Linked DNA regions of Mus musculus: all the other regions are linked to region 1. Evidence: chromatin contacts called from public Hi-C and promoter capture Hi-C data. All regions are on one chromosome and are shown on one strand. The core of a region is the stretch at or near the end of the contact, and the rest is flanking DNA. Distances in the headings are between cores, read along the strand shown.

Evidence for each region. Hi-C and Micro-C count contacts between places; a contact is called where the count stands out from the background. Capture Hi-C pulls out chosen DNA fragments and counts their contacts.
Region 2: a Hi-C map of B cells shows a contact between it and region 1, with 7 read pairs. The contact joins the promoter of Llph here to the promoter of Tbk1 in region 1. A contact is called at or near these places in 1 of 484 Hi-C or Micro-C datasets (B cells), 3 of 115 datasets of contacts at active chromatin or transcription factors (bone marrow-derived dendritic cells, large pre-B cells and thymic regulatory T cells) and 2 of 9 other capture datasets (adipose tissue and liver).
Region 3: a contact with region 1 is called in a Hi-C map of muscle stem cells, with 6 times the contacts expected there. The contact joins the promoter of Usp15 here to the promoter of Tbk1 in region 1. A contact is called at or near these places in 2 of 484 Hi-C or Micro-C datasets (B cells and muscle stem cells), 5 of 115 datasets of contacts at active chromatin or transcription factors (astrocytes, double positive thymocytes, large pre-B cells and 2 more) and 2 of 9 other capture datasets (adipose tissue and liver).
Region 4: a contact with region 1 is called in a promoter capture Hi-C map of adipose tissue, with 6 times the contacts expected there. The contact joins the promoter of Mon2 here to the promoter of Tbk1 in region 1. A contact is called at or near these places in 1 of 39 promoter capture datasets (pre-B cells), 1 of 484 Hi-C or Micro-C datasets (B cells), 4 of 115 datasets of contacts at active chromatin or transcription factors (the NIH/3T3 cell line, astrocytes, fibro-adipogenic progenitors and 1 more) and 2 of 9 other capture datasets (adipose tissue and liver).

What each region holds. Positions count from the first base shown.
Region 1 is chr10:121,584,528-121,591,122 of GRCm38.p6, reverse strand. It overlaps Tbk1 (TANK-binding kinase 1), which reads left to right and starts at 4,329. Exons shown (of 21, transcript NM_019786.4): 1 at 4,329-4,428. It overlaps Xpot (exportin, tRNA (nuclear export receptor for tRNAs)), which reads left to right. Exons shown (of 25, transcript NM_001081056.2): 25 at 903-3,743. The coding sequence ends at 929.
Region 2 is chr10:120,222,925-120,229,409 of GRCm38.p6, reverse strand. Llph (LLP homolog, long-term synaptic facilitation (Aplysia)) reads right to left here and starts at 2,350. Exons shown (of 3, transcript NM_025431.2): 1 at 2,287-2,350; 2 at 1,207-1,436. The coding sequence starts at 1,429. Tmbim4 (transmembrane BAX inhibitor motif containing 4) reads right to left here. Exons shown (of 7, transcript NM_026617.3): 6 at 5,528-5,573; 7 at 4,513-4,790. The coding sequence ends at 4,584. Gm40782 (a long non-coding RNA gene) reads right to left here. Exons shown (of 2, transcript XR_001779655.1): 1 at 6,221-6,485; 2 at 5,881-6,131.
Region 3 is chr10:123,191,345-123,198,412 of GRCm38.p6, reverse strand. Usp15 (ubiquitin specific peptidase 15) reads left to right here and starts at 1,394. Exons shown (of 22, transcript NM_027604.4): 1 at 1,394-1,586. The coding sequence starts at 1,498. It overlaps Gm4129 (a long non-coding RNA gene), which reads right to left. Exons shown (of 3, transcript XR_003949042.1): 1 at 1,403-7,068.
Region 4 is chr10:123,072,003-123,078,764 of GRCm38.p6, reverse strand. It overlaps Mon2 (MON2 homolog, regulator of endosome to Golgi trafficking), which reads left to right and starts at 2,260. Exons shown (of 36, transcript NM_001163024.1): 1 at 2,260-2,913. The coding sequence starts at 2,803.

The DNA.
Region 1 (6,595 bases), core at 3,080-5,579:
ACCAGTCCTCAATAGTCAGGATGTCAGTCCCTTGGTCGTGATTCCTCTGGTGAACCTAGGCTATGTCAACAGTTGAAGCCAACTGAGATGGATGGCTTCCTTTAAGGCTTTCTTTTAAGACAGGATTTCTCTTATGTAGCCCAGGGGAGCTTGAAATCCAGTGTCTCTCCCTTCAGCCTCTTAGCTTTTGGAATCTCAGATGTGAATCACAATGCCCAGGTTCTCTGCATATAGTTTGTCAGGTGAATGCTGGCTCTTGAGGTCTTAGGAACATGCATATGGGCTAAGCGTCCCTGTCAGAGCTCACTGCCTGCTGTCTGCTATTTCTAGTGTGTGTTTAGTTCACATCACTGGGTGTGGCCTGCAGTGCTGGCCAGTGCCTGGCCTGACTGCTAGCCTGCTCTTTGATGGTCTTAAATATTGAACTGTAAATACCCACTAAACACCAAATAAACAGCAGCTCTTTGAAGGCTGAAGGCTTCAGTCTTTATCTTTGACTTTTTTTTTCATTAAATTTAATTTTTTATTGTTAATTTTACCAGTAAATAGAAATCTTCCGGGCTGGTGAGATGGCTCAGTGGTTAAGAGCACCCGACTGCTCTTACGAAGGTCAGGAGTTCAAATCCCAGCAACCACATGGTGGGTCACAACCATCCGTAACGAGATCTGACTCCCTCTTCTGGAGTTGTCTGAGGACAGCTACAGAGAACTTACATATAATAAATAAAAAATAAATCTTTTTTTTAAAAAAAGAGAAATCTTCTAAAAGCTATTTCCTCTGACTGCTATTGCTCATAGCAATATTGGTTGTTACCAAAGAGAGACTAGCGTTCAGAAGCCTTGGGGGGAAAAAAAAACCATCCTGTCTTGACATGTGTGCTGTTTCCATGCTTGTCTTCCAGGTGTTCTTCCAGAGAGCAAAACCCTAAGGACTGGACCTCCCGGCCCCTGTCATGATCAGGAACTCCAGTTCATAATTTATAAAGAAGCAGTTTGTGTGTGTGTGGGTGTGTGTGTGCTCGCGAGCGCCATCCACACTGGTCCTTTAGCATTGTTTCCATCATATTGCAGTGTATGTGGGATTTTCTGTAAAATGGGTGTAATTTTTCCCTTAAAAAGGTGTGTGACAACAAGAGAAGTTGCCTGCATGCCGGTTTAAATTGTTTATGTAAAAATGCTGTTATAAGACATAGATTTATCCTAGTTCCTTAATTTTTTTTCCTTTTATGAAACTTTAAAGTTCTTTATAAAATGCAGCAGTGGAAAACTGACTAACAAATCGAATGTAAAGTTGGGAATGTTTGGTTCTGTGTATGCAGACACATGAGCTGTGGGGTAACAATCAAAACGTAATCTTTCATAGATAGCCATTACATTTCTTTAAATTTTTCAATGCCGATGTGTATTCTATAAGAGAATAGCTTCCTAATTAAGTCGGTTTAGAAGAAGGTGCTGGTGTCACACATTTTTTTATAAAAAATAAATTTTACATAGTGAAATACACCAAGTCTTTTCCGGAGTTATTACAAAGAGCCTCCTTTCCCCACCTTACTCACACTGATTCCCACCTAACAATCAGCAGATGGGAGTGTGGGTTCCTTATGTCACAGGCTGTGCCCCAGCGGTCACTCACAACATAGGTCTGTTGAGTCTTTTTTAAATGCACTAGGAGCCAACTCTGTCCATCTGTGATGGGATTAGAAAGCCCGGTGTTTTTCTGTGATATTAGATGTCCTCCGAGCACAGCCCACTTGGATTTGTTTGTTTGGTTTTGCCTTGAGACTGGGTCTCACTATACAGAGCAGCCTGCCTCCCCACTGCTGGGATTAAGCTGAGAAGCACCAAGTCTGACCACCCGTGTGTTGATGACTTGCAGTCAATTAACTATGTGTGCTGCTTCGTGCAACAGGAGAAAGCCAGAAGAGCAGCCTCGGGAAAGACAGACGGAAGTCCGGCAACCCAGCTGTAGGCGCTTACACTGAAATCTAAGTCTGTATAGTGAACGCCAGCGGCGGCCGACTTCTATCCCAAGCACTGCGCAAAAGCAGAGGAACGGAAAGGGAAAGGGCCAGGTCATCCTCAGCCACATAGTGAGTCCAAGGTCGGCCTGGACTGCACGAGAGTCTGTCTAGGAATGCAGTTAGTAAAAGCCTGGCGTCTACTGCAGAGTATGTATACTTGGTGGTAGAGGGCTTGCTTGAAGACCCAAGTTCCATCCCTAGCACCACAGAGCAGGGAGGGGACACAGATTTAGGAGAGATTTGTCTTTTTCTCCTTTGGCTGTGTGTTGTCCAGGGATATATATTTCCTAAAATCTTTTTAAAGTGAATTTATATGTGCACATATGTGTGTGTAGGGGGAGGATAAGAACTGAATTATTTGAAACAGGTTATTATTTGAAACTGTATTACTCTACTCAGTATTTTGGCCAGGTCCCAGTCCCGGGTTGCAGGTGTTGACTGCCACCAAGGTTTGATACGGGATCCAAATTCAGGCCCCCATCTCGTCCATCGAGCACTTTGTGAACTTGAACCCACGCCCCCCCCCCCCCAATCCCCTAGAATCTTTTTCTGATTTTTAACTCCAGGAGAGATAGCATTTTCCTTACATTATAAAATAAAAGCAGTGAAGTAAATTGACAGCTAAGGATCTCTATTTCATCTCTTGAACGATGAAAATAGTGACGTATATATAGTACTTCTATAAATAACAGTTTTTAAGAAATAGGTAAGTGGGGCAGGTTTGGTGGCTTCTGCCTGTAATCACTGCATTCAGAGGGGGCCAAGGCCTGTTTCAAAAACAACAACCAAGACAAGCAAAACCAGGTGTTGCTTTGCTATGTTCCTGTACACTGTGGGAGAGGTAATAGCATCTGTGGGACACAGCAGAATTGTACAAGTGTACAATTAGTGTGTAGCAGAGCACAGCAGTTACGAGCTTGTATAACGAGGACTCTGGATCCAGATTTAAGTAGATTCAAACACCACTTAACACCAGTAACCGATTTTAGGACCTTGAGCAAGTTAAATAACTTCTTCCTGCCTTGGTTTCCCCGTCAGAAATGGGGAACAGTGGTAGCTACCTCATAACTTGTAAAGAATCCAATGAATTAAAACACAGGTCTCAGTATTAGCTTGTATTACTGTACTATCGAGTCCATACACGGCTCTCTAAAGCCCTACAGAGGGTTCATGTGTTTAGACCTGAGAAATCAGGACATGGAAATCAGAGCATATACATAAGGAACTTAATTTTAATGTAATCATGTCTAATGATCCTCATCTTCATTCCTTGAGATTACCCAAGTACCGTCATGACCAAGAAGCCTTTCCGTCATTGAGTACCTGATTTTTAAAAGCAAGCACCCAAATAATTCTCTCTAGGGAATCTCATTTGTTACAGGTGAGAAGACAGAGGGTTTTATGGTGCCTGAGTTAGTCCTGTGCCTAACCAGTGGAGTTTCCGTCTCTGTGCTTGCTAATAGTTTCACAAGTGGCTTGACTTTTTTAGAAGTATTATGTGGTATTTTACTGTGTATCACTTCTGTGGTAAACATGTGAAGTCCTTTGGCTTAGTCATACTTCATAACTTTTGAACGTTGGGTTTTTTGTTGGAAGAAACTTGGATGAATCTGTCATGTCATTAACAGAACTGAAATATTCTATTGTAAGACGTGCATTTGCGGTTAGAATGGTCTTGTTGCCTAAACTGTCTAAAATTCTAATAAAATAACTTTCTAAGAAGTCATTGGAGTGGGCCTTTTAAAATCTCCATTTTGAGTTTGATGAAAACGGATTAGAAGTGGGCAGAGATTCAGCTTCAGCCCCCTGTTTCAGTCAACGCCTCTGCCAGCCCTTAACCACTCCCGGCTCCCGTCCTCGGAGATCTGCTCGCCCTCGGTCTGGAGGGTGCCTTAGGTAGAAAGAGGAATTTGGTGCATCGTGCTTCCTTGGAAGCAAATCCTTGTAAGGAATGCCTGCTTGAGCAGGACCTGATCATACAGCAGTTTACCTCTTAAGTTGTCAAGTTCAAGTCTCCAGTGTTACCATTTTCAAAAACAGAAACTGAAAGCGACTTAAAGAGTACTGATGGCATGAACGGATACTTGCTTCACGCAGCAGCCAAGCGACGTTGAAACACAAACCCGCCCCATCTACTCTGCGAAAGCGATCGGCGGCCAGCCCGCTGTCCACGGGTGGCCGTGGGCGTCACCTCCTTGCCGCACGCCGGCCGCCCCGCACTCCCTTAGCTCCTCCCGCCCGCACTGGAGACTGCAGCCCAGCGAGCTCGGCCGCCGCGGAGTACGCACGCGCAGGCGCGCCCCGCACTCGGTCACGTGCTCCGTGGCCCGGGCTGGCGAAGCCGGAAGTAGCCTGGGGCGCGAGAAGGCCCGGGAGCCGCGGGCTGTACGCGGCGGACACTCGCGGGGTAAGAGGGGCGGGCGGAGGCCGGTGGGGGCGGACGGGGCCGGAGGGGCCGGGCGGGGGCGCGCCCAGGGGTCGGGGAGGCGGCGTGCTGAGTCAGCGCGGGGCCGCGGCCCCGGGAGCCCCGCAGCCTCGCGCTCGCCCGGGATGGGCCCTGGCGGCCGCCCGGGCACCGGGGCTGCCCTGGCCGGAGTTGACTCGCCGCTCCCACCCTTGGTCCAGCTGCCGCCGCCGGCAGTTTTTAGACGGACTGGCGTTCCCGAGGGTTGACTCACCCGAGGATACCGGCACCAGACGTTTTTAATGTACACAGCGAAATGCAAACCCCCCTGTCTTCTCGTTCCTCCCCGACCTGCTGGATTTATTTCCCGGATCCATTCCCCTGGTGTTTTCTGTCAGGCGTCCCAAGACGGATTCTCCCCCGAGAACTGTCAAAACCCGACCTTTCCCATTCCGGGACCTCTGCTATCTACGGAGTAAATGGGTGACATAGAGGGAGAGTTGGGAAATCCTGGAACTTTTGTCCCTACACCATGTCACCAGACCTGTTTTATCCTCGGTAACTTTCGCTTTAAGCAATCAAAGGAAGTAGACTGCCTACAGAATCACAGATAACTTACTTGTTGAATGCCAGATAATACACTTGTCAGGATTTGGGGAGATTTACATAGCAAGCATCCGTTGGGTGTGCTGAGTCATGTTTTAGTCCCGAGGGGGTTCCTGGAAAAGTTTCAGACCATTACTATTGCGGACCCATCTTTTTATATTGGTATAGAGAGAGAGCTTATCTTATATATCTTAGCTGATAAATATGTTTTCAGCTACCCACTAGAGACATATGCGCACTTGGTGATGAATCTGTCCTTTACAGTTATTTAACAGCAGTGCAGCATCAATTAGGGAAGGTTTCCCGTTACATATTTGGGTTTATCGCCCCTTGAATGGAGCGTACGTAGTTAAGTGGTAAGTGCATTTGTTGTTTTCGAAAAGGGTTCCTTTTTTGCTTACTTCAAATAGACAGATGGCTGTACAATTTCTTATCTAAATTACATAGGTGATAAAATTCTAAGTATAAGTACTGTGTAAGAGATTGTCGAACCTTGGACTCTTGGGCATTTCCCAGGACCCTAACTTGGAAGATCAGAGTTCTAGCTTACTGGAAATGGACTTGCTATCTGACCTCACAACAGTCTTAAAGGAGTCTGATCTGTCTGGTGTTGGTGCCATCTATTCGGTTGCATGGCCTTCTTGTGTTAAAAGTCAAGTCTGCAGTTGGTACATCTTAGGATTTGGTAATATATACTTGGTGTGTGTATATACATCCTGTCCATTTAGAAGTAAGGGGAATGACTACTTTTTGATGGTTTTTACGTGTGTGTGTGTGTGTGTGTGTGCGCGCGCGCGCGCGGTCTCATACATGCCGTGGCACAGATAGTCCATGTGGGTTCCGGGAACTGAACTTAGGTTATCAGATTTGGCAGCAAGCCCCTTTGCGCACTGAGCCATTTCACTGGCTCAGGAAAACCATCCTTAAACAGAATCAAAAGAGTTACTGGCTTTTCAAGAATAGTAACTTCTGTACTTTTCAGTTACAGTTTCTCTGTGGGCGAGATTCTGCCTTCTGGGACGATCCTGTAGTGGTGATGGTTTTCTGCGCTTCCCTAAGTTCTTTCATTTGTCTCCCAGCATGTGAGAGGCAAAGGCAGGAAAATTGCAGGTTCGAGTCCAACTTGGGCTTGTGAAGAGACCCTGGGTCAAAAAATATTTTTTTGTAAATCAGGATTAATCTTTTCAAGCAATTGGAGGAAATAGTCAATATTATTTTGATTGTCAGAGACAGTACTAGACAATAAACGGATGTTTCTTACAGCTCTGGGATTTAAATTAAATTGAATATATGAAATAAAAGCCAAACATGGGGGATGGAAGTGGTTGGGAACACTTGCTACTCGCACAGAGGGTGGGCTTGAACTCCCAGCACCCACAGCAAATGGGTCACAACATAATTCCAGCTCCCGGGGATCTGACTCACACCCTCCAGCATCATGGGCACAGACTCAAATACTCATATCCAATTCTTTTTAATTTGAAAAAAAAAAAAAAAAAAAGCCAGATATCCCTGTAACTCACCATTTTGGAGGCTAAGACTGAAGACTAATCTGCGTCATATG
Region 2 (6,485 bases), core at 1,101-3,600, 1.4 Mb after region 1:
CAGTTCAAGTCTCAAACCTCTCAGGGGCAGCGGAAGCAGAGCAGACCAACAGAAACCAGACAGGAGGGTTTCTCTTTGGAAGAATGGGACGCTAACACTTCGGATTAAGCACTAAGAACTTTGGGGTCCTTGGCCTTCAAGACATGAACACACTTCTACCTTAAGAGTGCCTTTTAAAAAAAGACCTACACTGAAGCTTTGCCTGCATGTCTGTCTGTGTGGATGTCAGATCCTGGAGCTACTGACAGTTGTGAGCTGCCGTGTGGGTGCTGGGAACTGAACCTGGGTCCTCTGGAAGTGTAGTCAATGCCCCTCATATGAGTGCTTCCTTTAGCTGCCAAGCAGGGGCATTAAAAACAAACACCCCTTTCTTTGCTGAATCCAGCATTATACAGAGCCTCCAATGAGTAACAATACACAGGGGTCTCTAAAAAGATGCAAACAAAAGTGAGATTCTGTGACTTTCCAGGGTAATTAAACATCTGCCTAGATGCTAAGCTCCATCCCGCAGTACCATCAGTGCCTGGGGCATTCAAGCTGCTGTGTAATTGCTGAAGATCCATTCTAAACAGCTCAGCGATGCTATTCACAAACACTGACTGTGAAACAGCTTAGCACAGTCTCTAAAAGAAACGTAAGCTTCCAAAGGATAAAGACGTGAACACACCAGGTATGTGAGGTGCATACAGTGAGCACAGGACAGCTCCAAGTGTGATTGAAGAGGAAGTGTTTACTGTCGAAATGAGGGAAGGTACAGTCAGAAGAGTCCAGAGCAGGAGAGAAAGAAGACAAAACATCGCCAGTGGACTGAACCAGGCCATGAGAGGAGAGAAAGTGGGGTGGGGGTTGGGGAGGCAAGAGAGGAAGAGAAGTGGGGTAAAGGCGACTGAGAGGAACGAGAGGATCCAGGAGCCGAGAGAAGCACGGCCGAGACGGCAGTGTTATATGGGAGTGAGAGGGAGGCTTGTGAAGTGGAGACACTTGGGGGTTGGGGGGAGGAGCTGAGAGGAACCAGGGTGCCAGCATGTACTTTATTATCTAATAAGCTCCACAGCTAGCCATTTGTCCCCAGTTTCTTTTGGACTTGACACTAGGGACAAGTAGAATGGGTAGAAGACGGCTTTAAAAAGACAGAGAGAGACCGACCCCTAAGAGAAAAGTGGATCATTTTTTAGAAAAACCATGTAAATGAAGACCGAGGCTCACCCTTTTCCTCATCTGCGCCGTCACACCGCCCTTCCTCACACTGCATTTTCTCCTGGCGAGGTTTGGCTACCACCACGGTTGCTATCTCCTCAACGTCTTTCATTAGAGCATCCCCGTCCACTCTGAGGATACTCTTCAGTCTGTTGAGCTCCCTTGGCGCATTCTTCTTTCTCTTCTCGGCCCGCATCTTCCTCTTCCACTTACTCCGCAGGCTTTTAGCCATGCTTCACCTGGCGGTGAACAGAAACACAAACAAAAGGTTTACTGCTCACACCCTTGACTGGCAAGGACGTGGCCAAGCAGCCTTCTCTTCAGAACTGGGACAGATGGAAGAGAAGTTGTGCTGTGCCCTCATGCTTAGCTTATGTAATAATCAGCGCAGAGCATGAAAGGACTAAGTCCGGACACGTCAGGCCCCTTTAAGTAGGAACAAGTCGTTAATTCAAGCCGTTCTCAAAGAGCAGCTATGCATAGTAGACACAGAAAGCGAACAGCTCCGCCTTAAAATCACCTATTGCGCTGTTCTTATCCAATATCCGTCACCACATCTTTAGTGTGAACTTTTAACAGCTTAAACCATAGCTCCCTGCCTTTTAAAGACTCCTCCCCTCGTGTATCAAAGCTCATCCCGCTCCTCTCGGGCCTCCGACTTACTCTCTAGCCCCACACGCACGCAAGCTCCAGTCCGCACAACGCCCACTTCAGGACCGTCACATCTCCGATCTAGGTCTGGAAATGGCTCTCCCTAAGGCTCGCTCTGATCCTCCGACTCCTGTCAGCTCCTTTCTACCAAGTTCGGCTTCAACCCGGAGCTACCGTCCCCGTCTGCGGACTGCGGGGCTGAGCCGGATCCCCCGGGGCCACCGCTCTGCTGCACACCGTACAGGTCACGAGAACCGTGGGGTGGCTGGGTGAGGTCCCCTGAGCGTCAGCAATCACCAGTGGTCCGTGTGCGGGACCCCGAGCCTCGCCCTCCCGAGCCCCGCACCGAGCGAGGATGCGGTCAGGTCTCGCCGCGGAGGCAGGGTCCGAGCCAGTCCTTCACGCCGCGGAGTTGAGTCCAAAGCCCACGCAACTCACCTGAGAGACAACACCGCGCACCACGCGTGGGACGCCAACCGGAAGTACAGGCGCTTCCGGCTTCCGTTCAGGGGCCAGCGCACAGCATGCCGGGATCCTTGAGAGGCGTGGTCTTTGGGGAGGCGTGGTCAACCAGCTGTCTCTGTCATCCCGAGGCTTTGGCTGACCCCTACACCTACAGGAGAAAGTTTAAGGAATTTCCTGTCGGGAGTGGCAAATTATAAATCAAAGCATCTCAAAGCCTTGGATGGGCCAAGCCTGGCCGGGGGCCCTGTCTGTGACAGCCTCACGAGAAAGGATACCAAAGGGATTGCTCAGCTCTGATCATCCTGGAGCCCTTTCTGAGTTTTGTTTTTGTTTAATTGCAGTCTAGAAATTTTCTCATTTCGGCTGAGGATCCTAGGAGGTACGCGGCTGTGAGGATGTATCAAATTGTACAACTTAAATACGTCACGTCGACTGCATGCCAGTTATATTTCAAAGTGTCACCCAACAGAATAATCTTTCCTTATCCCCACGAATTTAAAGGGTAAAACAAGCTATTTCAACCAATGTTGATCTGTCCAAACTATTACATACCTGAGACAAAGCTAACCTAGGGTGAATGAGTTTACAAAAAAAGGTGTGGTTTTTGCATGTGCTTCTAATATTGCACAAGCTATGGGCGATACGCAAGTCTCTTTAACACTTGTGAAAGATAAGAAGAGTGTCTTAGGGCCTAGATAGTACCTCATTCATTGATCTTCAGTGGGTGATTAGGCAACAAACGTTAACTACCCAGACTTACCTGGAAACAGTGTTTTCAACAGATCACCACATTCAAGCATGTATGTGTACCACATGTGTGCCTGGTACCAGAAGAGGCCAGAAGAGGCCATCTCATCCCTTGAACTGGATTTACAGTTGGTTGTGAGTCACCACAGGGGTGCTGGGAACCAGTTTTACTTAGTTTTACTTCCATTACTGTGAAGACACCATAACCAAAGCAACTCTTAAAAAGTAAAACATTTATTTGGGACTGGCTCACAGTTTCAGAGGTTCAGTCCATTGTCGTCATAGCAGGAAGCATGACAGCATGCAGGCAGACATGGCGCTGGAGAAGCCCAGATCTGAAGGCAGCCAGAGGTTCTCTTCTGAACTGGCTGGAGCTTGAGCACTAGGGACCTTAAAGCCCACCTACACAGTGACACACTTCATCCAATAAAGTCACACCTATTCCAATGAGGCCTCACCTCCCAATATTGCCACTTCCCATGAGCCAAGCATATCCAAATCACCACAGAACTGAACCCAGGTCTTCTGCAAGAGCAAGAGGTGCTCTTAACCACTGAACCAGGTCTCCAGCCCCCTTTATAAGTGATGACTTATAAAATCCCTGTTTAATTGCTAGAAGAGCTGTGTCTTTTTGAAGAAACCATGCATATAGTGGAGCAAGCACTGAGATTTTTAACCCAGGAAAAATACAGTTGGCATTATAACAAGAGGAAGCGTGCATGCCCTGGGTTTGAAAAATCAACCTTACAGATGCTCTAAATTGGCAGCTTCATGTACCAAAAGGCTGTGGCTTTTGAACAGAAATTTGGAAAATAAAATCAACCTATTATGTATTAAGACACATTCCACAATTTGGCATGAAAAAGCTCTTATAAAAACTAACCATATGAAATTTGTTGCCATTAAATATAAACACCGTTCATTTTTATCAAATCTATTTTACACCAGTGATTTTCCACTTATAAACTAGACATTTTTAGAGGTGAAGAATGAGCTGACAAATGGCTCAGTGATTTTGAAGGGTGCTTGCTACTCTTTTAGAGAACTCCAGTGCAGTTTCCATGTTACAACCATCTGTAACGCCAGTTCCAGGGGATACAACACCCGCTTTTGGCCTCTGCAGACCCCAGATATACACATGCTACACACAAACATATATATATATATATATATATATATATATATATATATATATATATATATATATATATATGCCAGGCAGGTGGCACCATGCGTGTATTCCCAGGACATCGGAAGCTGACACAGTAAGGCCCTGAGTTAGAGGCCATACTGAACTACATAGAGACCCTGCCTCAGTTTATGAAAAAGGGAAAGACATTTTAATAGCTCTTGCCTGAGACTTAAAGTCAAGGATTTGGAAATGAGAAGAAAACCAAAATAGTAAGATTCTAAATTATAGAAGAACACAGAATGCCATTAAAGATCACATATGCTTTTAATATTAACATTTAAGTTTAATTCAAGCGTCTTTCATAATAGAACTGTCTCTGAACACTGCTCGGTTACTTTTTATTAACTGCTTCCAGAAACTTCAACAGGTGCAGGAAGAGGTTGATGATATCCATGTAGAGACTGATGGCAGCGATCACGTACTCTTCGGGAGAGAGTCTGTGCATCAGCGAGTGTGTATCATAGATGATGAACCCACAGAAGAGGAGGGCGCCTAGAGAGGCCAAGACCAGCTCCATCGTCTCACTGTAAAAAAACAGCTACAGACAAGGGAGTAAGGAATACGTTTAGCCTCAGGAGTCACACCAGACCCACTTCAGAGACTTCAAATGCAATCTCCTGCCAGTGGCAAGTGTGACAAGGACACACAACGATGACGGATGAAGATGGATGATGCAGGCGGATGGCAGGCAGAGCTAAACTCCCGTTTACTTGTTTCATGGAAGCAGGCGTGTGGAGAAGCAGTCATCTTTCGGTTAAGTTCACTACTTGACTTGGAATAGTAACATTCGAAACATGAACTGTTTTTAAATGTTACTTTTTTAAGAATTAAATTTCTTGTGACATTTAGTCATTTCCTGGGGGTAGGGTGGGGGGGACATGTATGAATGTGGACATCAGAAGAGGCCTTGCCCTCTGTGGGTCTCAGGGACCGACTTCAGGCCGTCAGGCTTAAGGGCAAGAACCCTTTCTCTCATCTTTTTTCTCTCATCAGCTCCATCTTTTTCAGAGTAAAGAGAGCCACCTGGAGGTTGGCAGCTGTAAGCCAGGGCCTTTTGTGTACAATTTCTCTTATTTGTGCGTGCATCTTTTTCTCAGTTGGGGATAATGATTAACCTAAGACTGATTTTCACTGAAATTATTCTATATTCTATATATAAGTACTCTAGACAATTTCAACTAAGTGTCCTCTATAAATGGCACTCAGGGACTTTTAGGTGACTTATGCTGACATAGGCAGAATTATATTTCACTTAGCTGTTCTAAAACAACTCACCTTCAAGAATCCTGCCAAGCACAAAATCCACAAACCAGCAAACAACCTGGAAAAAAACAAAGGTTAACAGGTTACAATATTCCTTACTAAAACACTTTTTTTTAAATTAAAAAAATGTTTTATGTGTATGAGTGTTTTGTCAGCATGTTGCATGTATACCAGACCCCTGCTGATAACTGAAGAGGTCAGAAGAGGGTGCCAGGTTCTCTGAGGGATGATTGAAAGCCTCCATGAGGATGCTGGGAACAGAACCAGGTCCCTGCAAGAGTAGCAAATGTTCCTAACCAGTGTGCCCTCTCTCTAGACCCCAAAATGCTTTTAAAGCCCATTCTCTTCATTATTTCTTCATATTATTTTATGAAAAAAAATCTCCAGATTTTTGCCAAAGAATAACTAAAATATAAGGATTCATAAACATTTGATTAGCGCAACAGAAATGAGGTTAGAACCAAGGCTGAACCGTCAGTAAACCCAACCCTGCTCCTAATGCACACAAACAGCAGTGCTCTAAGCACTGTCCTCTGGGGGACGCAGGGGGGGGGGGCAGACACATTCCCCTTCCTTTCCTCAGCCCTTCTCCGTGAATGCTCCTGAAGCGAAGGGCCTAGTCCCAGCACTCAGAGAGAAGGGCCTAGTTCCAGCACTCACTCAGAGAGAAGGGCCCAGTCCCAGCACTCAGAGAGAAGGGCCTACCTAGTCCCAGGACTCAGAGAGAAGGGCCTAGTTCCAGCACTCACTCAGAGAGAAGGGCCTAGTCCCAGCACTCACTCAGAGAGAAGGGCCTAGTCCCAGCACTCAGAGAGAAGGGCCTAGTTCCAGCACTCACTCAGAGAGAAGGGCCCAGTCCCAGCACTCAGAGAGAAGGGCCTACCTAGTCCCAGGACTCAGAGAGAAGGGCCTAGTTCCAGCACTCACTCAGAGAGAAGGGCCTAGTCCCAGCACTCACTCAGAGAGAAGG
Region 3 (7,068 bases), core at 145-2,644, 1.6 Mb before region 1:
ACAGTGGGTTTACCACACCGATCGTTAAACAAGAAAATGCTCCACTGACTCATCACAGGCTACTCTAAGGGAGGCAATCCCATAATTAAGGTTCCCCTCTTTCCAAGTGACTTTAGTTTCTGTCAAGCTGACAAACCCTAACCAGGGAAACACTGCTTTCTCTTGGATGGGCCAGCAGTCCTCACTAATGCAGGCACCCCCTTCCTTACTGAGTTTCCCACCAAAACTAGGAGGCTTAAAAAATGGAGAGACCATTGCCCATCCTTTAACTTGTCACCTACTGTTCTACTGAGGTAGCCGTCTTCATTCTTAGAAACAGCAGTTTTGCCTTAGTTAATTTTGAAACGTTTGCCTCAAATGGTGTAGAATGGTACTAGACCATTAAACCGCAGTGCACACACACACACACACACACACACACACACACACACACGCACACACACGCACACACACGCACACTCACACGCCAAATTATAAAGAGAACTTAGTTGCAGCTTTTACGGAGTTTGTATCTTAATTCAGCCTTTCATGGAGGTACTGAGTACTGGGGATTTGAAATCTGTGCGATAACCTTGCACTTCCAGTTGCCGTGTGACCTTGGCATTTGATTTTTAAGAGGCTCAATTTCCCCGTTTGTAATTGTTGCCTTCAAATGCAGCTTGTATTATCGAGTCTAACTTTAGGCATATACAACCATGAAATTTAATCTAGGGGAATGCTAATTTGACGCCCATGAGGTTTCTCCCACGTTTCTAACCCCCTTCAGTACCTGGCCTTATTCAATACATCTTTAACTGCTTGTTCACCTAGAAACTGGGACATGTTTTGCACTGCAGCTAACGTGTGTGTGTGTGTGTGTGTGTGTGTGTGTGTGTGTGTGTGTGTCCACGCGCGCTAGGAGGCGTCACAAAGAGCTTATGAAAGGTAGAAGTCCCTACAGACAGCAAGCATGGGAGAGCTGGGAAGAACCTAGGAAGGGCACTGCGCCCAAACCTTTGGTTTCAGAGCCCTCTTTGTGCCAATATTCAGTGGGCTTGGGCTCTGCGGCTGGAAAGGAAAAGCCCCAAGTCACGGAACTGCGCGCTTTCTGCCATGTCCCAGCCGGCCCCGCCCTCCAGTAGGAGTGAACCCGCAAAAACATGGGTTTGGAGGCGGCTGCGGCAAGAAAAGGGCCAGCATGGCAAGGAGAGTCCGAGCAGGGCAGGGCAAAGGCAGGGAGAGAAAGCGCGGCACCCGGTGAGAACCGTGCAAACTCAGAGGTCTGGGGCGGCGGCGGCGACCACGCCGTGCTGCGGGGCGTGCGGGGACCCGAGGGGGCAGCAGGGCGCAGGCGCGCACCCGCCGCGCTCCCCGCCGAGCCACGCCCCCAGACCCCCGCCCTCGCGCCCCATTTGGTACAGACCTGCCGGCGGGGCGGGGCCGGGGACGCCATTCCCACAATGCTCCGGGGCGTGCCGCCGCCGTCGCCGCCGCCTCCGCTACGGCTAGTGGAAGAAGATGGCGGAAGGCGGAGCGGCGGACCTGGACACCCAGCGTTCTGACATCGCGACGCTGCTCAAAACCTCGCTCCGGAAAGGGGACACCTGGTAGGGAACGGGGTCGCGGGGCCCGCGGGGGCCCGAGGCTGGCGGAGAGCTGGGCGGGAGCGGTGGGCTGGTGTCGCCGGCTGGTGACAGGTGCGGACAGGTCCGGCGGCGGCCGCTCAGGCAGCAGATTTTGGGGGCAAAGGTTGGACCGGCGCAGAGGGCCGGGGCTCGCGGTGGGCGGTGCGCGCCCGGGGCTGCGCGGAAGCGGCGGCCGGGGCTCGCGGGGCTCCGGGTCCTCCTCCCTCCGGCAGTGCCGCTCCCACTTGGGGCCTTGGCGGAGCCCGGGTGCAGTGGCTCGGCGTGAGCCTGCCTGCCGCTGGTTTTTTTTTTTTTTTTTTTTTTTTTTTTTTTTTTTTTGACAGATCCCGGTCGCGCCGCTCCTCCTCGCTCGCCCGCCGCGCTTCTCTGGTCACTCCTTCCCCGGCGTCGTCCGCACCCAAGTTCCCCATTATTCCGATCCTTGTAGTCTTCCGGGAGCCGGGCTTCAGGATGTTTGCGGCGGGGACCACACAGGTGGTGTGTGTCAGGGCTCCGCTGAAAAGGAAACCCCTAATTTCCACTTCCTTGTCAAAAAGGAGGGAGCGGTGTAGGGACCTTGTTTTTTTAATTTTTTTTTCTTGAGAGAGAGAGAGAGAGAGAGAGAGAGAGAGAGAGAGAGAGAGAGAGAGAGAGAGGCACCACGTGGTCCTGTGCTTTGCTCCTGGCTCGATAGGAGCCGGCAGCGCTTCTGTTTGGAAGTGCAGCCCTTCCCTCCGGTTTGAAGGATAACGTAGGCCTGCAGAAAGTAGATAAGTCCACTTGAAGCTTAAAGGCTTGCTCATATTCAAACTTGTAAAATGCCAAAATAAGAGGGTACTGTACCTAAATAACTAGAGGAAGCATGTACAAAATTTAACACTCGTCAGCCAAAGCAGTTAACTTACAGAATTATTTAAATAAAGGGAAAGTTCTGTTTTAGGGGAAGGGCAGTGTGCCTGTGTGTTCTTTCGTTCTTTCTTTCTTTCTTTCTTTCTTCCTAAGTTACTTTTCCTTCCTTCTGTCTCCGTACTAGTGGTTTATAGCGTCTCAAGTGCCTGTTAGGTACTCCAGTGTGGCTAGTGGAAAGAGACTTAAGACCTGATTTATTCACAGTTCTCAAGTGCTTGTTAGGCACTCCAGTGTGGCGCGGTGGAAAGAGACTTAGACCTGATTTATTCACAGGTCCACCTCATACTTTGCAGTGTGACTTGGAAGCAAATTCATCCAAGCCATTGAGCCTCCGCATCTCCATCTGTTCAAAGAGCAATAACGATGTTATTGTGTTTGCTCTATATTAATTCAGCTAAATATTCTGAACTATCTGGTATTCATGAAATACTAAGTTTTAGTGATCTTTTTTATTTCTGCCATTAATTCCAGACAAGTGCTGTGGGGTTGGAATCATTTTCGAGTTAGCTAATAGGCGACAGCTGGGGGACCTGAATTGAAGTTCTTGGATCCTTAGTTTGTAAGACGGCAAACACTTTGTGTAATTAAGAACCTTGATGATGGAAAACACACTTGTTGCATTACAGCCTTGCAGAGGCTTAAGTCATTATTGCTTATAGTCTGCTTTTGTTTTTCTTACGGAGTTTATTGCTGAGAAGAAATCGGGCATTCCCTAGAACACCTATGCTCCCCTTGGCCTGTGCGATCTTAACAGATAAATTCAAGCTTCTTCTCTCTGGTATATTGAAGAACATTTTTTAAAAACCAATTCACTCATTTATTGTATCATACAAATATAAATATGACTACCGATAAAATAGAAATATTTTTTAGAATGTGGATAGTTTTCTCACTAATGTTTTTCTGTTGAGTAATATCACGTATAATTGGTGTTCATGGTAATATATGATTTAAGAAATACCTGTATTGTGGATATTAAACTACTTTTAAAGTTGGTTATTTTTAAGCGAGTATATTTTTCTTGACAGTTACCGTAAACCACGTCAAAATGTACAAGTTAAGTCTATACTTGGGTTGTTACAATGCCTTAATTTCAAGAAAGAACTTAAGTCCAGTTTTTAGGCAGCAGCTAAATATGCAAGTTTTACCTCCTTGTTAATTTTCTATTTTGTGTAAATCAGTGGTTCTCAACATTCCTAATGATGCTGCCTTTTAATACAGTTCTTCATGCTGATTCTGCTACTAAGAAAAAAAGAGATAGGCTTACCATAATCTGGAAATCTTCGTACAGAGTTTTGAAATTATAGTGAGGTGCGTTAAATTTCACCACATTAGCTCCTGAGCACTTTGCAAACTAACTCAACTACCTAGGCAGATATTTGTATTTGATTTGGGTCTTCATGAATACCCATCTCTGTTTATTTGTTTATGGGTGGTGATTTGAGTACACAAGTTGTGCTGAGATAAAGAGAGCATTCTGTACGACTGGCACTGGACGTGCAGTAAGAAGTAGGTAAACAGTGGTACAAGAGTTCTCCCTATGACAGGTGAGCTAGCAAGGTGACACTCATTGACAAGGAATAAATCGGTAGTCTCACAATGCTAGTTGTTTGTCTGTTTCCGTTCTGACAAGACAGTGAGGAAACCATAAGCAAAGTTAAATTAGAATTTAGAAAATTTAGGAAAAGACTTGAGAAACTCAAGTTTAGCTTAGGATGAATAAAGACACTTTAGGATGCACGTGGCGATGGGTTTCCTGACCCTGGTAAGATTAAACCCCATGTGCTCAGTCACTTGTGGGCTCTTTAGGAACCTAAGGAGTGAAGTGAATGAAGTGCAGGGAAAGCTGTGGGAGGTAAAGGGTTCCAAATCGGTCTGCACTGAGTAGCTGTGCACATCATCACCACAATATTTCTTTCAAGTTTTACTAAATTATGTCTGCTAATCATCTTCAGTCATTTTTGTGTTATGTTTAATAATAATTTGTTTTTAACCAAAATAGCTGCGATGTTTGTTGTATTTATATAGCCCCTAGTAAGTGCAGTACCTTTAAGGTAATTTGAGAGAGTAGCCTTACTTTTATGTAGCATGTCAATATTTTTGTTTCAATACATTTCCAAAGAATCTGATCACTGATGTTTGGACAGGAGATATTGATTTCAATGTTTAGAGATTTCCTCCATCCCTTCTGTCTTACCTAGAAACCTTTGAGTCTTTAATTGATTGTTTAGGTTTACGGAATTTTGACTCTAACAAGATAATCTGAGAGAAAATGTGCTCAGTTACTAAAGACACCATTGACATAAATTCCAAAGTACATACTTACAAAAGAAGTTATGTGTTTCCCATCAAAGTAGGGCATATATTATATCACAGAAAATGAAAATAGGAAGCAAAACTTTTGAAATACTAGCATATTAGCAAAACTTAAAATAGAAAGTCACATTAAAGCCTTTTTTAATATTTTTATTAGGTATTTTCCTCATTTACATTTCCAATGCTATCCCAAAAGTCCCCCCCCCCCACTCCCCTACCCACCCACTCCCACTTTTTGGCCCTGGCGTTTCCCTGTACTGGGGCATATAAAGTTTGCGTGTCCAATGGGCCTCTCTTTCCAGTGATGGCCGACTAGGCTATCTTCCTGTTCTTGCTTGTGTATTAAGATGACATTAGCTTTCCAAGCAAGCCTGTAGCGTATAGATTTACATTTCAAAGCATTTACGTGCCCAGGAGCTATTACATGTATGTGTTGACTAAACGACTCATTGTTAAAATTCAGGAAACCGCTGCTGTTGCTCACATTTGACAAAATAGGAAGCCTAGACCCAGAGACCTTCATACAGCAGTTGCAATTTCACCATAACTAGTATGGATCTTAGGTTTATGCCCTTAAGTCACTGTTCTAAACTGCCTCTTGTTTTTCAAGATTTATTTAAAATAGTTATACTTTAAGGAGAAAAAAATACCTCTTTTCCTCTTTAAAGAAAGCCCATTTTATATTTAGCAACGGAATTCTCGCGTTTTTATCCCACACTTGTCTCTTGTGGCTGTTTGTTTAGATGTGATAGAGTATGTAGAATATCTTAGCATCTTGCTTCCGAAAAATAAATAATAGTTAATGATTGACAGGCAAATAACTGAATATATGGGACAGTTGTCATTTTGTTCGAATGCTCTTGACCAAATTATCCGTGATCATTACTGATAACAGACTTTTGAATTTTAATTATCAGTAATCATAAAATTATATTATAGGTGATAAGGCCCATTCTTACTATTTTGTAGAACTATCACAACAAACATGGTAGTAAGGTCTTGTGAAGTATTTTGTTTTAGTAGTCTGTCTGTATCTTAAAAGCATTTGCTTATTGCCACTACACAAAAAACATATAGTTTATGGTTCATAATTACCAACTGAAAAGTTTTAGTACTGTTTTAATGAACTTGTAAAGTCAAAAATCATTTTGCAGAAAATGGAAGGCATAGCCATGGTGCCACATCAGGAGTGTCCTGAGGATCTGACAGGCCTCAGGGCTCCATGGCTGCCGAGCAATCTGTGGGGCTGTCTCATCACTGGGTGCGTCTCTTTCACTATGAGCATAAAATTATATTTTCCTCACCTGAGGATCACTTTATTATTTTCCATCTTATTGTTGGAAGGTTAAGTCTAAACTGTTGGGCATGTGGACTGACAAGTAAAAGGGACTTTGTGAAAACAATCGATGCAGGCTGAATGCAAGCATCTTAGTCCATCCTTAAAATCGGCCCCAAAATGTTGTTGTGAGTCTTTCTTGTAGGCGAGGAGTTTGAGAGGAGTGGATCACAGGATAACGGCCAGTGCCAGCCGCTGTTTTCAATGTTTTCAACGTGTATGCCTGAAAGCGCATGCATAGCCTTCTATTCTGTTGGTGTCTGAGTTTGTTTAAATACACAGTTGTAATTCTAAAGTCATAGGTGCTATCATTTCCCCCCTAGTAATAATTTGATGCTATTACTTACTACTAAACGTAATCCAGACAGTAGCCGTTCTGTTTTCTTCTTAGTTCTCACACAGAGTGTTTCCAATTGCTAGGGTTTTGGCTTCTGGTTTTGATTCTTCGGTAGTGTCATTCCAGCTTGTGCTTTCTGTTTCCATTCTCTGGGTTATCATCTAATTCATAGTCAGCCTTCGTTTATTATTCCCCTCAGGTCTCTTCTTTAGGTTTTCTTATCTAGTCTTTAGGTGGGGAGATGACTACATCCTTACATTTTATCATCTAGTTCAGACAGACAGACAGACAGACAGACAAAGACCGCTACTAACAAACCCCAGAGAAGACTAGCAACTAGATGGCCTCGGTTTTTAGTATACATTATAGTATGTAAGGAAGACATAAAGAAATGCTGTTTGGAAATAAATTCAGATTGTGAAATCAGGTAGGAATTTGTAATGTGTATTTGACTTCGTGTGTAATGGCTTCCTTCTTCAGGAACTAAGGTTTACATGGATTTGTTATTTTCCGTCCACGAGAGTGAATGTGGTCTTGTGAATGCTTTGGGTGCACATGAGGTGGGA
Region 4 (6,762 bases), core at 1,011-3,510, 1.5 Mb before region 1:
ACAAGCACACATGTGCATACATACACAATATGAAAATTAGAGGAAACTTCTTAGGAAGGAGAGTTTCAGCATAGGGAGGAGGAATGGGAGAATGAGATAGTAATGAAGATGGGAGTTATTACAACCTACTATACACACATACGAAGCTGACAAAAATAAGTAAACTAATCAAAATATTCTTAAAAGGTACCAGGAGAACAGGCTGACTTCCCATTTTTCAATGTGAAGAGGGAACATCAAGAAAAAAAGAATTTCACTGATTATTATGTTTGGACACCACAGAAGAACTGTGTGAGTGATGACCTGTAATGAGCCCTTATTTTTTTTATTTTTTATTTTTTTGAGCCTTTATTTTCTAACATCACTTTGAAGCACACGTCTTTCCTCTCAGCTCTGGAGAGGCAGAGGCAGAGGCAGAGGCAGAGGCAGAGGCAGAGGCAGAGGCAGAGGCAGAGGCAGAGGCAGAGGCAGAGGCAGAGGCAGAGGCAGAGGCAGAGGCAGAGGCAGAGGCAGAGGCAGAGGCAGAGGCAGAGGAGGCAGAGGCAAAGGCAGAGGCAGAGAGGCAGAGGCAGAGGCAGGCAGAGCTCTGTGAGTCTGAGGCTGGCCTGGTCTACCTAGTGAGTTTTAGGACATCCAGAGCTACACAGTGAGACCCTGTCTCAAAGAAAACAAAACAAAACAACAACAACAACAAAAGCAAAACAAAATTTCAACTTGAATTCCTCAACTCTACAAAGGTGTCAAAGATGAAAGAAAATTATTTTCAGTAAGTTGTGCCAAAGCTATCTATAATAAACCCAAAACATTGTGTTAGAATCTGTGTTAGTAGCCCAGTTATTAGATCATTTCAGAAAACTTCAAAATACAGCTCCCAACTCAAAGAAAGTAAGACCTAATCTGTTCTGTAGCCCAACATGAAGGACCAAGGCTCAGGAAGACAGATTCAGGTTGCCCCCAAACACCACCATCCAACACAGTAGCATTTTCATAAAGTTTTTATAACAAAGCAAAGACTCCCTTAAGGCATTTGACAAATGCATTAGAGCAGGGGTTCTCAGCCTTCCTAACGCTGCCACCATTTAACACAGTTCCTCATGTTGTGCTGACTCCCAACCAGAAAATTATCTTCAATACTACTTCGTAACTGTAATCTTGCTACTGTTATGAACAATAGCATAAATATCTGACGGTCTTAGGCCACCCACCCCTGTGAAAGGGTAGTTCCACTCAGAGGTTGAGAACATCAGGTAGGTGAGTTACAGCAAAACTGGAAACTTTCTGTCACGCCCCTCAGGGACTATCTGATAGTGATCGCCTTTGAGTCATTGGAAGTTAGGAATCTGATGGCACATTCCAAAAAAAAAAAAAAAAAAAAAAAAAAAAAAAAAAAAAGACAAGGGTGTTAGGTCAAACACAGAGATGACAGTAAGTGGATACCTGGGGGCAAAAGATAACCAAGATAGTTAGATTCTAGACTTGCAACATTCCATCTTCCCATAATCAAGACGTTCCAATCAGTCTCACAGACATAGCTTAACACAGACATAGCTTCCTCCTCTTCCAACTTCAATCCACACAGGCTGGCTTTGCTCATCCGAACAATACGCTGAAATTATTTCTGCTTCCTGCTTATTACAACAGAGAAATGTCTTGGGCAAAAATAGACTCACCTGGAACATCGAAAAAGCTCACGTTAGTTTTTGCCTTACATTTATTTGGCACTTCTGATCTAATGAATTGGTTCCTTATTTGAGCGTCAATTACCTAGTATGTTCTAGGTATACAGTCAGGGAGGTGGGTGGGTGGGGCGGGGAGATAACAAAAACAAAGCAAAATAAAAACATAAAAGGGATCTGTCGGTGGAAGGCGGGGAGGGGGCGGGGAGCAGGAGGAGTCTTGTTAACAGATAAGGAAAATCAGGGACGACTCCGCAGTTAAATAAACCAAAGTCAGTCGATTTGGATAACTCCGCAGGATTGTCGTTTAGGTTCCCCAGGCCGGGGAGGTAGGAGCAAGACGCTGATTTGTGTTTTAAGTCAGGGGGGTGGGGATCAAGGAGGCAGAAGTGACGGACAAGACAAATTCATTTTTTAAAAAAAGCAAATATTTATAGCAGAAGAGAATGGATCACAAACAGACGTAGGGAGACACCTCCGATCATCCCCAGGTTACCAGCCAGCCAAAAAAAACAGGACGCGCCTGCGCAGCTGTGCCGGCCACCTGCGTCGACGGCGGGGGCGGGGTCCGCACTGCCCAGCTGGAGCTCGTTCTGGGCTTCTCGCTCGGCCCCGCCCCTCCAGAGACTCGCCTCCGGATTGGCCCGGGCGGGGGCGGGGCCCGGAGTCCGGAAGTGCGGCTGACGTGTCCGGGCCGCGCTCGGAATTGTGGGCGACTGGGCTAATGGCGTCGGCGGGTCTGGGCACCCGGGGCGGGCATCGCTGAAGCTTGTGGCCAGCTCGGCCGGTGACGCCCGCCGTGGCCAGGCCCCGCGGCAGCGGGAGGGACCTGCCCGTCTGGTGGGCTCCTGAGCCGGCGCCGGTGGAGCCTGGTGGGGCTGCACCGCTGCGGGCAGGTTTCGGCGAGCGGCCGGCGGCGGTGCGGGGCGGCCCGGGGGGAACTCGGGCACGCCTCGGGAGACGCAGCCCGGCTCCGGCCGTGCGCCCGCCCGCCCGCCCGCCCGCCGAGCCCTGGGCCCCGGCTAAGGAAGACTGAGGAGCCGCCGGCTGGCTGCGGGCCGCGCAAGCTGCTGACAGTGCCTGCTTGGTAGTGCTGGTCCCAGATCGGCGGTGACCTGGAGGGACCATGTCCTGCACCAACAGCCCCGAGGCTGTGAAGAAGCTGCTGGAGAATATGCAGAGCGACCTGCGGGCCTTGTCACTAGAATGCAAGAAGAAGTTCCCACCTGTCAAGGAGGTAGGTCCCAGGCGACGTCAGGGGCGGGGGGGGGGAACGTCACGAGCGCTCCCTGGTCCTCGTAGACCGCTTTCCTCGATTCCCCAACACCTATACTAATTTTCATTCCGCCAGTTAAGTTTGGTGATTGCCCAGCAAAGGCTGTTCGTAGAATTCTTTTGAGAGTTCCAAGGAGATTTGATTTCTTCCATTCTCTTGTTATGTTTATTTCGGAGCGAAGTTCCATGAGTGAGCCGGTTTGGTGACACTCGAGTCAGGTATATTGCTCCTAAGAATGAGTATCCACCGCTGTAGCGGAATCCGTTCTCCATACTTAGGTGGGCATAGTGTGTGGGAACATTTCCTTCTTGTCTGTGTTATTCAGCCCACCTAAAAATCTAATCGTCGTGATAAACTAGAGCCCCAAATTACAGCAAATGGTCAAGGCCTACGATAACCATGTTAAGCCCTGCACAAGCAGTATTCTAGTAGGATGCTTTGCAAAACAAATATATCTGAGTATATATAGCCTCTTGGGTGCATAATTTGTTGTTGTTGTTGTTGTTGTTGTTGTTGTTTTTCAGCTGTAGAATAGCTGAAAATTGTGGTACCAGTATAGGAGACCGGGTGTGGTAGCCAAACTTTTAGCTCCAATACTCAGATGCGAGTGGATCTCTGTGAGTTAGAGAGTGGACACCAGGACAACCAGGGTACATAAAGAGACCTTGTTTCCAAAACCGATGGTGGTGATGGTGATGATGACTGGGGCTCACAGGACGAGTATCAGGGAGCTCAATGTATGCTAATAAAATTTTCCAGATATTGAATTGAAAAATTGAGTTTAGTCACTAATGCCTGACTTTTTTCTTTTAAGATTCCATTTTTGTTGAAATATTTTAAAAACTGCCCTTTCACATTTTTAAACTATTGTAGTTCAGGGGTCAGGCTCGGCAGTTAAGAGCACTTGCTGCTCTTCCAGAAGTCCCTTGTTCAATTCCCAGCACCTACATGGTGGCTCACAATCTTGTGTAATTCCAGTTTCAAGGGATCTGACCTCTTTCTTCTGGTCTCCAAAGACACCAGGCACACATGTGGTGTGCAGGCATACCTACAAGCAAAACACCCATACAAATATAACAAAAATGAATACATCTAAAAAAAAACTTTAAAAATAGTGTAGTTCAAAGATATGTAAAAATAGTTAATTTTATTTCCTAGTTAATATAGCTTACTTAGTATACCTGAAATTTTATCATACTACTTGCTATTAAATGTTACAGAGTGAGTTCATATTTTTCTACTTACAACTATCTTTATGAATACTGTAAGAAGTTTTATAATTAGAACTTGACTAGTAAAGTTTAGAATGCAGACTTGTCAGGAATCTTGAAATTTTCCATGAGTGCCTTGCTTTTACCTGTTTGTTCCAGTTACCTTTAGTCCCAGCACTTGGGAGGCAGAGGCAGGTGGATTTCTGAGTTCAACGCCAGTCTGGTCTACAAAGTGAGTTCCAGGACAGCCAGGGCTACACAGAGAAACCCTGTCTCGAAAAACAAACAAAAAAAAAAAAAAAAAGAAAAAAAAAAAAAAGAAAAAAAAAAAGGAAAAAAAAAAAGAAAAAAGAAAACATCAAATCCTACTGTCATTTCAGCAGTAATTTATAGAGCTGTGGCTGTTCCCAGTCCTAGTGAATCATGTTAAGAGCTGTGGCTCCTCTGTGCTATTGGCTTCTGTGCTTTAACCTTGGAATTTAATTGATATCGTCTGTGGTATTTTTATTGGGAAAAACCACTCTTCCAGCAGGTAAGTTACAAAGTTCTAGAACTCACCACATTCCTAGTCCTGGAGCTCTCATGGCAGCTCCTTAGTTTCTCCTAGATCACTGCCTAGACAGCTACTTGGTAATTGCTTCCAGCCTTTGCAGTGATGGCAAGCATCATTCTCCTGATTGTCTCTAATACACCATCTCGTTTATGCTGCATGTTCCATAAGGATTTGCTGAGTGAGAGTCTTCCTGGGGCTTGACAGATGGCTCAATGGTTAAGAGCACTGGCTGTTCTTCCAGAGGACCTGGGTTGATTCCCAGCACCCATATGGTGCTCTAAACTCTGTAACTCGAATTGAAAAGGACCGGATGCCCTCATCCGGCCTTCACTGGCACCGGGCACATGAGATCCACATACAGGCAGACTTACACTGTCACACCTGGTGATAAGCACCACTACTACAGAGCCATCCCTGCAGGCCCCATCTCCCTTTCTTGATATCACCACAAAGCATAAATAACAATTAGTGGTTCCAGGCTGTGTACTTTCAAGGTTTTCTGTTATTATCTGGCGCCGTGGCAGAGTTTTTGCCTAAATCAGAAGTTCCCCATGGCAGAGCTTTTGTTCTGTGTTAATTGGTGGCTGCTGAAGACCTGGTGACAGAATGCCTTGTATTGCCACAGCAGGGTTCTCTGTCCTTTTATTAGGGATCTGAGGCGAAGGTTCTTGCCTCTGTGTGTGGATTCAGAGTTCATTTTCAGGACAGTGAAGAAGAGAGGCTGGCTAATCTAGCTGTGCTTAGTTGAAAGCTGTTTTAGTGTAGAAGTTTATAATGTAGTTATTTCCTCTATGAGGGTGGTCTTTCTCTCACAAGTAAAATAGTATAAATTCCTGTCTTATGTTTTGAAATCATAATAGAGACAAATACATAAGTATTTGCATTGTATTGATTACTTCATGGCATTGTGCTTTGATCACATAGAAATAAAGACACTGTGTATGACTTCAAATCATCTTTAGTCTTTTTCTCTCTTTCTCCAAGGTAGCTTACTTTTAACCAAGAACAAAGCAAATTTGTGCTACTAGTTAGTCCAGACCACCTTATTAATCTCTTAAGAATAAAACATGGAAAAAAAGTAACAAAAATAGAAACTATCTTTCTCTTCATGAAATGAGTTTGATTGAATAAAATATAACATTTACAACAGTGTAGGAAACTTTGCATCTTTTAACATGCCACTTTAAATATTTTATAGTGAGGCACACCTAGAACCTAGCACTTAGAAGGCTGAGGCAGGAAGATCTCAAGTTCTATACCAGACTGAGCTATATCACAAGACTCTGTCTCAGAAGAAAAAGAAGGCAGGCATAGTATCACCCACAGCACTTGGGAGGCAGAAGTGGTCAGGTTTCTGAGTTTGAGGCCAGCTTGATCTACATAGTTTAAGGCTGGCCTGGGCTACATAGTAAGACACTGTCTCAAAGAAGACGAGAGTGAACTAAATCAGTACTTCATCCACACGTGAGGAGCTCCAGAGGGTTCAGTAAGATGGCAAAGCTGGAATGGGAAGGGGCTGCATGTGACCCCCTGTGTACCCATCTGTAAGTCTCCTCTTCTCATAGTGGCATCCTGCAGATGCCTCGCTGTTACCATTGCCTGTCTACATCATTACTTAGGCTATTGACTGTTCCTTCCCTCTGACACTTTCTCATTTTGAGATTTGTAGCACACTGTGAGTGTGTCTCCTCTCTCAGGAGTCCTGTTGTTCATGTGTGATCGTATCCTGGTTTGTCTCCAAGGCTTTCCTCATGTTCTTCCCTGCTTGCTGCCACTCCCCTGACCTTTGGCCTTAATGTGATGCCAGTGGCTTTATCTGTGTCATCCACTCTGGTTTCCGTCAGCCTGTGTAACACCTACCAGGATATCTCCCACATAGTTCAGATAGACTTCTTGTCACTGAACCACCTCTGTGTTAGTATGCCCTAGTCCTTTGTCTTGTTATGGTTACATCATTTGCTTATGTTACTGTGTAAGGCTGCCTTGGCTCTCCTGCTGCTTCCTGTCCTTACTAGCTTTCTTTTTCTTCCCTATTTTCTCATGTAC